Linked DNA regions of Gasterosteus aculeatus: region 2 is linked to region 1. A link is a contact called in public Hi-C data. All regions are on one chromosome and are shown on one strand. The core of a region is the stretch at or near the end of the contact, and the rest is flanking DNA. Distances in the headings are between cores, read along the strand shown.

Region 1 (2,765 bases), core at 28-2,527:
GCACAGCCAGTGGCACCAGAACTCCCAACCCTGCTAACTTTAGTTGTCCGACATTAAAACCCTACGAGGGAATTGTTTCTGATTTAAAGACGAGGAGTTGCTTCTTTTTTTTTTATCCCTCTGATAATATTCGCAGTCGCGTCGGTTTGATCCCGAATAGAGTGAGTCGACACCTTCTCGCTCACACTAATTGGCCGACACGCCTGTTCGGGCTCAGATGAATGAGCCGTGGCTTTTGTTCAAGCACACTTTATCTTAACATATTCCTCACCTTTACCCCCCCCCCCCCCCCTCCACCTACAAAACCCCGGCCACAACAGCAGCACTGTGGCGGTGGAAGTGGAGTGGAGTTGGGTCTTTGTCCGGACAGATGTAGCGACAACATCCCAAACAAAAACCGCTTATTTGTGCTGAGATGAGCCCCGTCTGCCTTCTGTGTGCTGGCATTCAACTTCACTAAACAAAAGGACGGGGGGGGGGGGGGGGGGGGGGGGGGCATCTTGGATTACCTTTCCTCTTTTCAACGCTAAAAATCCAGTCGTGGCAACCAGCCCCCTAACACACACACACACACACACACACACACACACACATTCACACTCTAACACCGCCATTCAATGCTTTGAGTTAACTAACAAAGTTTATTTAAGTCTTGTTATGTTATTGGGGCCTTAAGTGGGGGCATTAGTTACTTTTTGATTTTGAACAACAGACGGGTCACGGGCGGGACCTAATGTGAGAACAATGCTGTTCTACACAAGTTGACACTGACACCATTCATGTCAACATTCAAGGACTCTGTTGAACACTTTTTTATCTATTTTATTCTAATCTAATTTCATGTCACCGTTTTGATTTGTGACCTTTGGGGATTTAGGCGTTTTAGACTGCGCGTTTAAATAGAAAACATCTCGGAACACGTCAGAATTTTTTTAGCCTTTAAACATATATTTTGTGTTCATTATTAAAGTTTGTAATCGTAATTTGCTCGTTTGAGTGTGCAAAACGAAACTGCCATTCGACAATTGCCGACAAACGTTGAAACTCCCTGTATAAAATATAAGAAAACGTTTGTAAACCGCGTGCATACATTCTCATAGAAACATCCCCACGAGCCTGCGGATGGTATATTTGCACTTTACATTGGCTCATATGGACGGTCTGATATCGCAAGTATGCGTGTGTGCGTTGGGGCAGAGCAGACCCCGCCCATTTATGCTAATTCGTCTCTCCCATTGGCGTGTCAGAGGGAGCGGGCCGGCTCTGATTGGCCGCCTCGAAGCCATTTATTCGCTGACAGCCCCGTCACATGAATGGTTGTCTATTAACTTGTTCAAAAACTATCTGGAGTTGTCAAGGCTCAGGCGGACGGAGGGCGAAAAGTACAGTGTGTTGATTCTTTTTCGGAGGAGCGGCTGGAGAAGTTCTGTGGACACAACCTAGCGAGGGACCTTTCGGGAGGAGGCTCTTCGTCACCCGCGCGCTCTGAAAAGCACTCACCGAGCGGAAGAGACAGACACAGACAGAGAGAGAGAGAGAGAGAGACAGAGGGTGAGACAGAGGAGACGCGGCTCGGGTGCTTGTTTTTTTTTTGTTGTCCAGAGAAAAAGTTGCAGAGAAAAAATCGAAAGGTAACTTTTTTTTTTTAGCAGCAGCCCGTTCACCCCTCACTGTCCCGCCTCTGGCTTGTGGAGTTTGTCTCTCTCTGTGTGTGTGTGTGTGTACGTGCGCGCGTGAGCGGGGTGGTTGCTATTGTTGTTGTTGTTTTCCTTTTTATTTTTCCCCCCCCTCTGCGCGGGAGCCCCAACTGAAAGCTGTTCCCGATGTATAACATGATGGAGACTGAACTGAAGCCGCCGGCTCCCCAGACCAACACGGGGGGCCCGGGCAACACCAACACGTCCGGCACCGGCCCCAACCAGAAAAACAGCCCGGAGCGGGTCAAGAGACCCATGAACGCCTTCATGGTGTGGTCCCGGGGCCAGAGGAGGAAGATGGCGCAAGAAAACCCCAAAATGCACAACTCGGAGATAAGCAAGAGGCTGGGCGCGGAGTGGAAACTTCTGTCGGAGAGCGAGAAGAGACCTTTCATCGACGAAGCCAAGAGGCTGCGGGCCCTGCACATGAAGGAGCACCCGGATTACAAATACCGGCCCCGGCGGAAAACCAAGACGCTGATGAAGAAGGACAAGTACACCCTGCCCGGCGGGCTGCTGTCCGCGGGAGGCAACGGGATGGGAGCCGGCGTCGGCGTCGGGGTCGGGGCCGGGCTGGGCGGCGGGGTGAACCAGCGGATGGACAGCTACGCCGCGCACATGAACGGCTGGACCAACGGCGGGTACGGCATGATGCAGGACCAGCTGAGCTACCAGCACCCCGGGCTGAACGCGCACAACCCGGGCCAGATGCAGTCCATGCACCGCTACGACATGAGCGCCCTGCAGTACAACACCATGGCCAGCTCCCAGAGCTACATGAACGGCTCCCCGACATACTCCATGTCCTACTCCCAGCAGGGCACGCCGGGGATGACCGCCCTGGGCTCCATGGGGCCCTCCTCGGTGGTGAAGTCCGAGTCCAGCAGCTCCAGCCCGCCCGTCGTCACCTCGTCGTCCCACCGGGCCGGCCCGGGCTGCCAAAGCGGGGATCTGAGGGACATGATCAGCATGTATCTGCCCGGGGCAGAGGTCAGCGAGCAGTCCGCCCAGACCAGGCTACACATGTCCGGGCACTACCAGAGCGCCGTGCCCGGGACGACGATCAAC
Region 2 (2,700 bases), core at 70-2,569, 97 kb after region 1:
GACCTGTTAAAACCACGTTGTGCTGTGAATGTTATTATAGTGACACTCGGGGGAAGCCTGCGTCGAATATAGACGCGTTGTTCTGTATGTAATTAAGAAAACCCGATTGGTTTAATTGCACATTTAGTTCTCCCTTTCCACTGTTTTAAATGTTTTTTAAACATTCAGAACTTATCACCGGGATGGTTGAGATGGACCTTCACAGACGCACAACTGCTTTGATTGGAGCTCAGGAAGCAAAGCATTCTGGGATATATCAGGTGGCCTCTGGGTTTAGGATGAGTCATTGCAACATCCTATGGTTTGATCCCAGTTACAATTAAGGAATTTCTCATTCTCTCCTCAGCTCACAGCTGCTCCTGCCTGAATAAGAAGGCTTAAAATATCATTCCCAAAAACTAAAAAAACAACAATTTTGTTAAGGCGTCCAACTATCTATTTTACGTTTGTTTGTTTTTGCGTTTTGTTCACTGCCCTTTTGTTTGTCTCGTTTCCTCCATATTCCTGTCATAGATTTTCCTATGCATTGTTCACACATTGTGTATTGTGTCTCTGTTTTGTGTGCGGCCGTTGGCAACATTAAAACAATTTAGTAAAAAATAGAACCATAGAACTATGTGCAAGCCCCTCTGCCGGGTCCTGAGCAAGTGATGCTTTTGCCGTTAAAGATACTGTTGGTGTCCGATACACCTTTATTTAGCGTCCCAATGGAGATCTTTAACTAGAACCCATACAGGCCTTTCCTGCATAGCAGTGGAGGATGTAGAAGAGCAATCTTATTAAAATTAACATAAAATAATCAAACTCTGCACTGTGAATCTGGTCAAATCAATAAAGTAGGAGTCATTTGTTTACCTTAAGTGAAAACTAATAAGAATAGCATTATTAACTCCATTCACAAAGTCACAAAGGGCCTTAGATTCAAAATAAATGAAATACAGAGCGCAACGATTGAATTGAAACTAGACAAGCACGCACACACACACACACACACACACACACACACAGCCTTCAGACTTTGCCGTTTAGAGTTAAGCCCAACGATATCCTCCCATAAGAAACATCTCAGGTGGAAAACACAATAAAGAACTTGCTTCCAATTCATGCAGAAACTCAAGAGTGAAGAGTGTCTGAAAGAAAGAAACGGAGGGAAGGAAGAGAGAGGGAAAGAGAGAGAAGGAGGGCGAGAGATTTGGAGAGGGTTTTAATTGTTTTCCCATGATGCTTTGAGGAGAGCTCACGGCTCAAAGCGTCGGAGCAGAAAGCTGTTGGAGGGCCTATCGTCCTGGCAACCAAGCCTGACCCTTTAGCACACATGAAAACGCACACACACTCACGCACACACACGCTCACACTGTGGTTCATTTAGAGTCTGACATCAGGAGGGAGGAATGCAGGGAGCAGGAGGGTTGATTGGGATAAGGAGGTGCTATGCAGGGAGGGAGGGAGGGAGGGAGGGAAGAGGGGGGAGGAGGGGTTGATGAGGAGGTGTGGAAGGAGAAGAGGTGATGCACAAGGAGGCAAGGGCTCATGGGAGTCCCACAAAAGTTAGCAACCGGAAGGAAAACACACAGTGGTGGATAGGTTAGTAGGACGCGATGTTGTCATGTGACTACGCGGCAGTATTTGTACGCACTCGTTGCGGCGTTTACTTAAACTGCAGCGTGTTTACAGATGTGTGAGGTTCTTTTCTTGTGAGAAACGAACTGTGTTCAGAGTTCCGAATCAGAGCAGTGGGAAGTGAATTAAACTGTCATTTTGTCACTATAGATACCAAAGTGTAGTGTGGGAAGATGATGAATAACTCTGGTGAAGATCAGTCAGATTGACGGAGGTGGGATGCAGTTTTTTGACAATTCAACTTCAATCTCCGAGAGGTGATGATACCACAAAGACGCCAACTTACTTTTTGATTGGTAATAACTGTTATTAGTGACGCGGAAGTAGCAATTTGCCATGTTTCACATTATTGGTAAAATTTGTATTATCAATGCGACATTTTAGTCTGAGCCAACGCTAAAAGTATCAGTGATTGAAGTTTAAAGTACAGCAAATTTAGACATAATGTCAATAGAACTGGGGAAATACAGTAAAAGTATGTGGGCAACACTGATAAAAAAAACTGTATACTTTACATATAGTATATACTATACTAATTTAGAGCAGTTGTTTATGTTTGTTGTCCTTTTAGTTCCACGTTGGTACATAATATTTCACCTTCTTAAATCACTTGTTGAATTCTATTTCAATGCTAAATCAGTTAGTAGACATGTCGCACTTATCCAAACTTTGGATTTTGCTTCATTGTGTGCTGAAATTTAGGCTGGTAATACAAACAAAATACACAAACATTAGGCTCTATTATAAAGTTTTGCATTACTTTTTAACTGAATCTAAATCTGTGGATTCCCTTTTTTACATTAATCATACCATTTTACCATTATTTTAGTTTCCTGTTCATCACAGTCACAACTCAGCCACTGACAACTGCCTGCATGGGTTTTTAAGCAGCCACAACACGATATAGACGATGTTTGAGCGCCTCTATATCGTTAGTGAAAATAATATTCACACCTTGATGCTAAGATGAGCTAACCGCTCCGTCAGGCAGCCGCAGCATTGGATTCACTCTCTTCCTGTGAGAAAAGAAACTTGTGTTTGTTGAGATGGAGGGATGCAGGAAGGAGAGGAAGGAGAGTT

What was found. A called contact is a pair of places that touch in the nucleus more often than the background predicts.
Region 2: a contact with region 1 is called in a Hi-C map of whole body, with 5 times the contacts expected there. The contact joins the enhancer-like site here to the promoter of sox2 in region 1. A contact is called at or near these places in 5 of 6 Hi-C or Micro-C datasets (liver, skeletal muscle, tail fin and 1 more).

Annotation. Positions count from the first base shown.
Region 1 is chr8:9,033,078-9,035,842 of fGasAcu3.hap1.1, forward strand. It overlaps sox2 (SRY-box transcription factor 2), which reads left to right and starts at 1,278. Exons shown (of 2, transcript XM_040184071.2): 1 at 1,278-2,765. The coding sequence starts at 1,824. The region is part of intron 3 of LOC144411368 (a long non-coding RNA gene); the gene reads left to right.
Region 2 is chr8:9,129,787-9,132,486 of fGasAcu3.hap1.1, forward strand. No RefSeq gene overlaps it. Among protein-coding and RNA genes, the nearest start is that of LOC120824485, 3.5 kb to the right of the region's middle. Within about 2 kb of position 1,320, at least 2 of the 9 cell types and tissues checked have open chromatin away from gene starts, as enhancers often do.